2 separate regions of the Mus musculus genome follow, and region 1 is linked to region 2. The links are chromatin contacts, called in public Hi-C maps. All regions are on one chromosome and are shown on one strand. The core of a region is the stretch at or near the end of the contact, and the rest is flanking DNA. Distances in the headings are between cores, read along the strand shown.

What was found. Hi-C and Micro-C count contacts between places; a contact is called where the count stands out from the background.
Region 1: a Hi-C map of uterus shows a contact between it and region 2, with 3 times the contacts expected there. The contact joins two enhancer-like sites. A contact is called at or near these places in 7 of 484 Hi-C or Micro-C datasets (the C3H10T1/2 cell line, myocytes, tail fibroblasts and 2 more) and 2 of 115 datasets of contacts at active chromatin or transcription factors (both in embryonic stem cells).

The regions. Positions count from the first base shown.
Region 1 is chr6:137,095,290-137,101,122 of GRCm38.p6, reverse strand. All of the region lies in intron 2 of Rerg (RAS-like, estrogen-regulated, growth-inhibitor), which reads left to right. Among named protein-coding and RNA genes, the nearest start is that of Gm52923, 14 kb to the left of the region's middle. Within about 2 kb of position 2,447, at least 17 of the 459 cell types and tissues checked have an H3K27ac peak or open chromatin away from gene starts, as enhancers often do. A contact at or near this core is called in uterus, where this site is marked.
Region 2 is chr6:136,988,483-136,994,155 of GRCm38.p6, reverse strand. No RefSeq gene overlaps it. Among named protein-coding and RNA genes, the nearest start is that of Gm30055, 11 kb to the right of the region's middle. Within about 2 kb of position 4,140, at least 30 of the 459 cell types and tissues checked have an H3K27ac peak or open chromatin away from gene starts, as enhancers often do. A contact at or near this core is called in uterus, where this site is marked.

The sequences.
Region 1 (5,833 bases), core at 1,198-3,697, 110 kb before region 2:
GTATAGACTCAAATAATTTGCCTTTGGTGGATGTATTTATTCCAGATGCCTTATCTAGGTGCGGGGCAAACAAAACATCAAACTTTGGATCTCTTCTTTTTTTATAAATTACAATTATTCTTTAATTCCGAATTTCCCAGGGACCGGTTTTTACTAGATCCGCCTAGAACTTGCTAGCATTTTTCTGAATGGTATTGTTCCTCTTTCATTTGTAAACCTTAGAGTCTCTCTTGCTTTTTAAACTCACATCTAAAGATCAGGATAGAGAATTTCTTTTATGAACAAAGCACGCATCTCCAGTCCTGTTGCAAGGGAAATTTAATGAAAGATCATTCATTTGAAATGAACAAGGCTCGCACTCTGGGCTCCTACGCTCTCCCTTCCAGAGCCATGGCCTTCACAGTGGTTGGTAGTGTTGTGTAGAAACGGTAGATCATTTTAAAATTCAAGATGAACGCCAATCACAGTGCCCCCTCCTTTCTTTATGGAATCCCTGGGTGACCCTGAGGCTGCAGAGTGACTGGAAAAGCACTGACCCAGAAAGTCAATGTGTGACAAGTCACATTTTCCTTATTACTTAAGGGAAACTGTGCTGTTAATTTTTATTCTTAATCCATCTGCTAAGTGTAAACCCATGACTCACTGAAGTGCCTTCCTCCTACACTGTAAATATTAGGACTTACAAAGAGGCTGAGTCCACGCCAGTGAGCAAGTTCTTTCCTGTATTTATTCACTTGCAGAGGGGCGGCTGGGGGAAGCATTTTTTTTCCCTAAGTAACAGCAGAAACTTTAGTCATTAAAAAGCAATGTATTTTCAAAGAAAAGTTATACCAATAAAAGAATCTTTTTTAAAGATAATAATATAATTGCATTAGGCTTTAATACCTAAAAACATGCAGGCTGGCTCTGGTTCTAATCAAAAACAGCTCTGTTAAACTTCAAATACTATATACAAAGTCAATTTAAAAAAAAGGTTTGATTTTGGCAGATGTCTATTCCAAGTAACAGGGAACCATGAGGCAGGAGCCCCACCTGGATTTGGCTTCCCCAGTTCAAGTCATTATACCTTTTCTAAGACAGGCTGATATGATAACTTGGCCACAGTATCACAGAAGGGCACAGTGTCACACACGGCCTCTGTCCTTCTAGCAGTCTCTCGCCTGTATCTGACCTAGATCAAGGAGCATAAAGTAATAATTCCTCCATTGTGAGGTGCCTACGCTGTCCAGAGCAGGAGCTTTCCACCTGAACTTTCTCTGGGCTTTTGAGTTTGGAGGGGAGAGAGCACTGTGCACAGTAACTTCAGAGACAGCCTACATGCCTTGGAAGAGGGAGCAGAAATAACAGACAGTATCCGAAGCAGGCACACCGATACATTTAGAAGCACGTGAGTCACCCTGGGGCAGGCAGAGGTGCTGAAGGTTAGGCTTCTTAGTAATATAACCTCAACATCGTTGCACCTTGGCTAATCGTCTCTGCTTCCCTGTCTGCCTTCTCTAGTTGCCTGGCCTCTGCGCTTTCCATCCAAGGGACTATCATTCTCTGCTTTGTCCTTGTGAAATTTGGTGTGGTTTTTTTTTCCCACCAGAACCTTCCTGTTTTCTTTTGTTTATAAAGATTAGGTCGTCTCTCTGTCTTTTAACAAAAGCCAAAGATGAGGCTAAAGGATCTCTTTGGTTGCCAAAAGGACAGTAGCCACCCTTCTTGCCGTGAAGAGCAGTGGAATTTAACAGTGCAGGACAAACCAGGCCGTGTCTTCTGTGTTTTATAATTCCACAGTGGTTGCATGTATTTTGTAATTATCTCTGAAGACCTTTATTAATCTGCAGAGTGCAGACAAGGAGACGCTATTTATTGTTCATTTAAACTGTTGTGGGACAAGTCAGAACTTTGTACAGAGGACACACTTGGCATTTATTGTCAAAGCACAGCTTTTACAATCAAACGATTTTGGCAATTAGAGAGGACCTTAGCAATAAGGGTAGCAGACAGTTCATCAATCTCCTATAAAAGGAATACACATCTTACCTGACTTCTACAGGACAGACCGGCATAATGGGGTGGGGGCATTCTGATGGCACCGAACTTGCTTTCTTTGCAAGGTGGGGAGGGCTTTCAACACCTCTTCAGAAAGCTTCGTGCATTCTGGTGGTGCCCTCTGGTGGATAGATGGAAGGCTTAGCTGACACCCCTCAATTTAGGGGCATTTGTTTTCTCTGTAGTATTTGTGACTCTTGCTACCATGTAGCTCTCTCTCCTTAATCTTCTTCCCTTCTCAGGAGCCTAGAAGTTTCTGTGACAAGATGGCTTACCACAAACATCACTGGTTTGTGGTCAGGGAGGAGCGTCTACGGTAAAGTCAACCGAAGTGGAGGCCTTAGAGTGGCCTCCTGGTCACTGTGGGCGCAATTTAGCCGTTGCGTGCAAGCATCAGCCTTCGTTATGTTTTTGTAAATGGCTCAAAGCTGCGGGCTGCATCTCTGGCAAACTGCTTATGAGGAACAAAGGAGAAAGAGAATGTTTTTCATTTAAGAGGCATGTGGTTCTTATTGCCTTCCAGAGATTATGTTTTGTTTTCTCTTCATTTTATTTTTAAAGTTAGTTTTCCACTGTGAGATGAAGTGATTTTCATAGGAAATGTTGACAGTGTAGAAGGAGGGAGATGAAGCCCGTCGTACCAGATCGAGGACTGATCTGGGATGTCGCCAACGGCTCAGACTACTTCCTTGGAATGAACGCTGCTACAGAATTTAATGGGCTGATCTAATTTACCTATCTGTACAGCTGCATTGTCTGATTTTTAAAAATCCAATGAGAGCATTGCATTTATGAATTTCCTGTCTCAAATTAGGAATGTTATAATCAGAATGCTAACAATAGAAGCTACTTAGTAATGTCAAACCCTTACCTCAGCGGGGCCCCTTATCTCCATCCATGACCAATCTCTCCCCACAATCCCTGCCAGAGCTTGTTCAACGTCTTTGGTCCCTATTCAACCAGGATTTGTTTGTGTGACAGTAGTAAGCATAGCTTACCAGATCCTTATCACATAGGTCACACACAGCCTGACTGGATTTTACGTCTGACCTTCCTGCCTCGTACCTGTGACTTCTTGGATGAGGAATTTCCAGACTGGGATTCAGAGTCCTCCGTTTACTCCGAGAGAGGGAGAACATGCAATGTCCCTAAGGCCGTCAGAAAAACTCAGAGGAAAGGTTTCCATGATCGACTAATAATGCCTGACACGGGCACCAAAAGGGCATGGTGGAGGTCTGCAGGCCTCTCTCAGATGGCATTAATATACATTTGCATGCACACTCTCTTTTACAAGTATTTTATTAGATAATATTTATTAATCCGGCTTTGGGGTGCTATCGAATTGGAAGCAGAGGAAGGAGGATTGTGAGTTTGGGGCTGGGCAGCTACATAGCAAGACGCTGTCTGAAGATAAATTATAGAAATAAATAACTTAAAAGACTCTGAAAATGCCCTGGGGATGTAGCTCATTGCCCCTATCACAGTCATTATTGAGACTAGCATTACCAATTAAACAGTAATCATTGCAGTGCACATAATTCCAGCACTTGGCGGTCAGAAGTTCAAGGCCAGCCTGAACCATAGAGTATGATGAAGGATAGCCTGGGTTTCAGAATGAGGCCCTATCTTAATAAAACCGAAATAGATGAAGATTGCTAATGAACCACTGTACGAAGAGCTGGTGTTCCGAATCTCTGCTCGATAGACAGCTAACACAGGAGCTGCAGCATCTAGCTCATTCATGCCGATGGCTGTCAGTCATCAGGCCTCACGGGGTGCGCTGTCCAATCCCTGTGGCTTTGGACCTCACAGAACTGGTCAGAGCATTAGCTTTAGTGAGCACCCATTTCTCCCAAGTGGACAGCAGCTCCGCGGCCTCTCTTTCTTAAGCGGCATAGTAAGTCATGGACTCATATGGGCTTGTTTTGGAGGCACTTGGATCTCAGATGTCGTTCATCTGCCTGGAGTAATAGTCTTGCTCAGTGGTGAGTGCCACCAAACCAAATGTTGCTCCTCTTTCTCTTCCTTCCTTCCTTCCTTCCTTCCTTCCTTCCTTCCTTCCTTCCTTCCTTCCTTCCTTCCTTCCTTCTTTCCTCCCTTCTTGTCTTCCTTCCTTTCTTTGGTTTTGGGTACAGATATGAATCTAGAAAGCAGACACAGCAGTTTCCTAGTTCTAGTGCCTCTTCAGGACACTAGAATTGTACCGATGCATGAACGATGGCAGGAAAGGGTATAGTGTAGTGTGTAGTTCCTACTACCCCGCTTGAGGCTCTGGGCAGACTGCACTACCAGCCCCACCCAGGTTCCCTCAGATCTGAGGATGAAACACACAACACACACACACACACATCCACACACGCGCACACACACACACACACGGACACACACACACACAACACACACAACACGCACACACACACACGGGCACACACACGGGCACACACATACACATGGGCACACACACGGGCACACACATACACGGGCACACACACACACACACACACACGGGCACACACACACACACACACGGGCACACACGGGCACGGGCACACACACGGGCACACAAGCTTATTTTTTATATGCTTTAGCTCAATGGCCGGGAAGCCTCCCCTGGCTGCCACACCCTTCTTTTCACTCCCAGCTCAGTACTTCTAACTCTGCCCTCAACTTTGATTGATCAGTTACCTTTAGTCCCAGCTCAGCACCCTAAATCTGCCTTCAGCTTTGTTGCTCTTCTAATCTCCTGCCTGCTACCCCAGGTCCCGTCAGGGAAGAGGCCAATGGCCGCTCCACCTGAGTTCTCACATGGCTGTTGGCTCTCCCTCCTGTGTCTGTTAGCCTGCCTCCTGGGGGCGGCGGGGGTTGGGGGGGGGCGAGGCTGGAAGTTCAGCCTCTTCCGCCCAACTCCTTGTCCGCTAGCATCTTTAATGATCGATCAAGCATCAATTGGGGAACAGGACCTTTTGGGTTCACAAAGAGATTCCCGATCAGAGCACCCGAACACCCCCCCCCCCCAGTGTAGTTCATTAAGGAGGAGGTGCGGAGGGAAGTGGAGATGTGTCCCACCTCCTCAGCTGTGGCCAGGCTCCAAGAGAGCAAGAAGGGAGAGAAGGGATGGAGTGAAGTTCCCAGTGATGTTTTGATTTTCAACTCTCCCAGGTTCCTGAGATAAGGGGATATTCCAGGCAGTTTTATCATGGCTGGAAGAGGCTCAGGTAGAGTGTCAATCAATCTTATATCCCACCCCTGCCGCCTTTTGCATGTCAATCTTTACTGTTTTCTGCTTCATTTTGGACTGGTGAACAGCCTCATATATATATATATATATATGTGTTGCCTGTATGTTATTTTACTTCACACTTCTTTATTTTGTATGTGTGCATGTGTGTATGCCACAGCACACAAGGTCGGAAGGCCACCCTTAGACACCAGTTCTCTCCTTCCATTATGTGGAGCCTGTGAGGAAACTCAGTTCATTAGCCTTGGGAGCAAGTTCCTTTACCCCCTGACCCATCGTCTTTCTCAGAATGTCTCTTAAACCAAAATTTCAGATTTTCTTGACATTTATTAGTATAAAAGGGACTTAATGTATGTCATCACTCTTTTTAAAAATAAGTTTGCAGAATTACAGTGGTTAAAAATAGTCCCACTTCCTCTGTCGTTATTTAAATTGTTTCAACCCAAATTGACTAAAGATTGTTCTGTGGTTTTCCATCTCTTGGCTTGTAAAGGTACACATTTTTGTGAGAGAACATTATATATTTTTTTCTGAAAACAAGTTTTTTTTTAACAATAG
Region 2 (5,673 bases), core at 2,891-5,390:
TGGCTAGTGATTCCCCAGTAAGAGAGTCCATAGCTGCCCTGAGAATTTATTTTAGGCTCGTCTGACACACCGGACTCAGATATCCCCACAGTGCTCCATTTTCTTTACTTTCTTTGCAGAAATCATTATTCCATTTAAAGGCTATGTCTGGTCCAGCTTAGTTTTGGAGAAGGTAATTGATGAGTTAGCCGAGCTGACAGAACACTCCATCTTGTTGGCAGTGTTTGCATGTGTCACTGTGGCTTCTCTAAGATACGCTGAGGTCTAAGGAGGTCATTGAATACTTCCTAGCCACCAACGGGAGTTAAAACTTTATCAGGGGGTTGGGAGAGATGGAATTGTGAAACCCGTCTCAAAATGAAGCAACATTTAAGATGATTAGACATTCTTTCCTGCCTTTTATTATCAACCTGCTGTACTGAGTTGAAGAGTGTTCTTCAAATTCATGTCTATTACCAAACTCAGAGTATGACCTCATTTCAAAGTCTAATCTTGCAGAGTCAATGTTAAAATGAAATCATAACAAACTAGAGAGGTAGAGAGGGCTTAAATCCAATCAATGATTCTCTGTCTGTCTGTCTGTCTGTGTATGTGTGCTCTGTGTGTACTAAGGGTGTCTGTACATACATAAGTGCATGCATTTGGAGGACAAAGACTGGCTGTCCGAGACATTTCTCAGGCTCTATCGACTTTGTTTATAGAGACAGTCTCTACCTGGTGTCTGCAGCTGGCAAGCAGGTTAGACTGGCTGGCCAGAAAGGGATCCACCTCTCTCTGCCTCCCAAGATCTGTCCTGACACGTGTGTAGCTACAACTGTCTTTTTATAAGACTTTTGAATACCAAGTTCAGCATCTTGTGTGTGCAGGGCAGCTCTCTCCTCTGCTCCAGACTAGTATGTTTGTAAGAGAAGAGCAAGGGATATTGTGATGGTCTGTATATGCTTGGCCCAGGGAGTGGCACTATTTGGAGGTGTGACCTTGCTGGAGTAGGTGTGTCACGGTGGGATTGGCCTTTAATACCCTAGTCCTAACTGCCCAGAAGTCAGATTTCTCCTAGCAGCCTCCAGATGATGATGGAGAACTCTCAGCTCCTCCTACGCCATGCCTGCCTGGATGCTGCCATGGTCCCACCTTGATGATAATGGACTGAACCTCTGAACCTGTAAGCCAGCCCCAGTTAAATGTTATCCTTATAAGACTTGCCTTGGTCATGGTGCCTGTTCACAGCAGTAAAACCCCAACTAAGACAGATATTTAGGCAAAAAGGAGTCCTAGCTGATGATGCTATGTGACAACTGTGACAGTCACTGCTGTTGAAAGCACAGATGCCAAGGTTTGCCAGAAGCCACCAGAGCCTTCCTCTGGAGCTCTCTGGCGAAGCACAGCCCTGCCATCTCATTGATGCTGGGCTTTTAGCTTCCTGCATTTCCAGGGAACTCACAGAGTTCTTTTGCTTCTGACCACTCAACATGTGGTGCTGTTACTGGCTTCTAGGGAAATGAATACATCCACGGTCACAGACGGCTCACGTGCTCTCCCACTGAACACTCAAAAATGCATTGGGTTTAAAGAGGGAAATTTCAATAGGTTCCAAGAAAAGTACCAGAGTGAGATACTGCAAGTGTCTGGGGGAGGGGGCGGGGCGCAGGGAGGGGGACAGGAGTGCTGGCCCAGCATCTGAGGAGAAAGCGCGCAGTAGAGAGAGCAGGGCGGAAAGCATTGGCGAGAGGCTCTGTGCTTTTTCTGTTTTACATTCTTTGCAGGGCCAGGTTAACTGGCCTCTGCTCTGCTTGTCTCTACTGGTCATGTAACACGCTTATAAGATGCTTTATAAATTATCTCAGGAGTTTCTCTTTTTGTAAAAAAAAAAAAAGATTTATCTATTTATTTATTTTATGTTTGTGAGTACACTGTAGCTGTCTTCAGACACACCAGAAGAGGGCATCAGTTCCCATTACTGACGGTTGTGAGCCACCATATGGTTGCTGGGAATTGAACTCAGGACCTCTGGGAGAGCAAGCAGTCAGTGCTCTTAACTGCTGAGCCATCTCTCTAGCTCACGAGTTTCTATTACGATGCTTTAGACATTTTGTGCATGTAAGTCAATATTCCTGGAGTCGATATCTGTTAAAGTGAAGCCTGCATTGTAGACAAGGGAGCACTCATTAAAAGAATGAGCCTCGGGCCCATTATCCGAGCTACTTGAGAAGCTGAGGCAGGAGGATCACAATGTCAAAGTCAACCTAGACAGTTCTCTGACATACTAGTTCAAACTGGAAGTAACACAGGATCTGGGTGTGGATTTGGCTCAGGGGTAACGTGCTGGTCCAGCATGTGTGCGGCCTGAGGCACAACCTCATTGGTACAAAAAGTGAAGAAGTGAAGAAAACAAAACCCAAAAACCCTTCACACAGAAGCCTTATAAAGTCGATCAAAGCTGCATGTTTGCCCTGGCTCTGGCCAGAAAAGCCCTTCAAAACACTATTATCTGTACAAACGACTCTTCATTTGATTTCATAAAACTTTTCAATGGGTATTTTCAGTGCTCTGTAGGAAAACAACACTAGGCTTCAAGTTGATTGCTTTCTTTGAGTCAGCAAGTGTTACGTCTTGCATGGAACTTCAACTCCTGGTCTCATAAAAGAACGGAAACAGGGAGCAACAACCCCAAAAGACTATAGTTTCACAAGAAAGAGAGCCTGTGTTGACAATCTGGGGCCTTCGACTAACTCCAGCCCAGACTCTCAGATGGTGGACTCGCTCTGTGACGTTAAGGCAAACGGTTCAGCTCCTGCAGATACAATTTACTGTTTGTTTATAGCTATGTGGCATCAAAGATGCTATGTAAAGCCACCCGACTTTAGTTTCCTTTCCCATAAAATGAAAACCATGGCTTCTTGCAGGGTAGCCATGGCAACAAAAATAAGTTTCTGTATCAAAAGCAGGAAGAACAACGCCTGATGCAGCAATAACTGATATTCATAATTCCTTTAGAATGTGTCTTCCCTTTCATCCTGGCCTTATGCCTTTTCAGGATAAGGAGAAAGTTATCCATCTGGCTATCTCTCAAAAGTACCAAATAAAATATGTTGCTCACAGCAACTGCTCGGTAAAGCTTCCTGACCCAAGTTTCCAAGTCAAGGATAAAGGCTACGTATTATCTAGTTGGTAGGAGTTGTTATTATTAATTTTTAAATATCCAGTTATCTGGGAAAAAATGAGAGAAAGCATCTTTTGGGAAAACATCTGTGGAGAAGACGTTCCCACGAGAACGTTTTTATCAGGTTGGAAAATGCTTTTCAAAATCCCCCCTCCTTGGGGGCTACATTCTTCCCCTCTGGCGACACTCTCTGTTCTCATAGAACAGTCTGGAACATACCCACGCTGTGAAGGAGCCTCACCTTATTGCTTTCTTAATCTTCCTTCCTGCTCCAGGTTTCCCTGAGAACCCTTCCTCCCCGGAGATCAAACAGGAAATTCGTTACTTCATTAACTTTATTGCTTCTGTCTTTGGAAGTCCTGAGGCTTGGGATCGTAATTATATACCATTTATAAATATTATCTCTCAGAGAGAGCTAATAGCTTCTTTGTAATGCACTCTCGTGACTCTGTGGCTGCTAAATTTATGTGTCTGCCACGTCTTAAATAAAGTTTATAAACTGATTCCTATAAAATGATGTCAGACTTTCTGCTCAGATTAGAATCTTTAAGCTCATCAGCTAATCAGCAAGCAGAATTACAAATATAATAGAACATTCTGACCAGACCTTAAAGACCAGGACAAATTCAAAAGTAACCTCAACAAGTGAGATTCAGATGTAGTGTGTGGAGGTCAGTATGCACAGCTTCCGGGGATCAGAGAAGGGATACACGGCTTCCTGGGTGTCAGACAAGGGATGCACAGCTTCCGGGAATCAGAGAAGCGCATAGTTTCGAGGGTTGGGGGCTTGGGGGTCAAAGAGGCGACACACAATAGAGGGTTTAAGGAATTTTAGAGAGGAGTGGGACGGTAGTACAGGGCCAGTAGGTGAAAGTGTACCTCAAGAAGAAATTGTTTTCCACCATGTGGGTTCAATAGAGAGCAGCATTGTGTGTCGATCTCATTTCCATACAAGGAAACGCCCACAAACACTGCTCCATGCCCCTCCCACAAAAAGGGAGGGACAAACAACTTCTGTTTTGGCGGAGATTTGGAGGCGTGGCCTTATCTCCAGGACTGATAACCTGCTGGGAGGACAGAACATTGTGGATTTAACTTAAAAAAAAAAAGGGATCTTCTTTAGTTGAGCAAGTGGTAGCAGTTGTTCCTTATAAAATAAATAATAGCTGCAAAACTAAATGACTTAACATAGTTGAAGTGTTTACAGCAGGCCCTAGCCTGTCATAGGAGACCAATAAACATTTGCGATCATGACATTACTATCTTTAGAATAATTACTGGGAGTATTTTATTCAAACCATTATTTAAGATCTTGCCGTCTCCCATGGCCACCCTGGAATGGCTGAACTGCTATGTCAAGAGATGTGACAGCCTGGGCAGTGGTGGTGCATGCCTTTAATCCCAGCACTTGGGAGGCAGAGGCAGGTGGATTTCTGAGTTCAAGGCCAGCCTGGTCTACATAGTAAGTTCCAGGACAGCCAGGGCTATACGAGAAACCCTGTCTCGAAAAACAGAGGGAGAGAGAGAGAGAGAGAGAGAGAGAGAGAGAGAGAGAGAGAGAGAGAGAGAGAGAGAGAGGGAGGGAGAGAGGAGAGAGAGAGAGAGGAGAGAGGAGAGAGAGAGAGGAGAGAGAGAGGAGAGAGAGAGAGATGAGAGAGAGATATGAGAGAGAGGGGGGAGAAAGAGATATGAGAGAGAGAGAGAGAGAGAGGAGAGAGAGAGAGAGAGGACAGTCGTTGTATGACTCCGATAGGCACAATTCTGCTGGAAGAAGGGAGTTAGTTTTTTTTTTTTTTTTAAGACAAAAGGCCTGGGCTGGAGAGATGGCTCAGCAATTAAGAGCACTGCTCTTCCTGAGGTCCTGAGTTCAATTCCCAGTACCCAAAGGTGGCTCACAGCCATCTGTAATGGGATCTGATACTCTCTTCGGGTGTGTCTGAAGACAGCTGCAGTGTATTCACATACATAAAACAAACAAACAAAAAACCCTAAAGGCCCAAAAAGGAACGAAGATAATTAATATCTGAGATGATGGAAAAGGCGGGGCCTAGCGTTCTGTAGTGACCTGGACAAGTAATTACAAGTATGAGAGAGCTGGGGTCCCTGAGGACTCTTTGCAGTCTCTGGGGCCCCTCTATTCTCAGAATACAAGGAATTTGGACTGTTTTCTTCCTCCTTGGGTCTGTGGCTCTTGTTCTCATCCACGATTGGCTTCGGAGGAGACTTCTAGCATTCACTTCCTTCCTTTAACTGACCACCAAGAAGTCCCTACTCATCAGCTTCCCTACTAACCTCAGAAAGGGAAGAGCCTGGTGGCCTGGTGCTAAGGAGTGAAAGAAAACAGTGTCAAAGTCGCCATGCTCTTGGGGACTTCTGAGCTAGGGTGGGAATGGTCTCCTCTGATCAGTGCAGATCCCCGTGCCTTCTTCTCTGTCTGGAGGTAGAATTTATCAGAGAGTATCATAATTTGTGCAACTTTGTCCTTTTTAATAAGAAAAGGGGGTATAATTGAG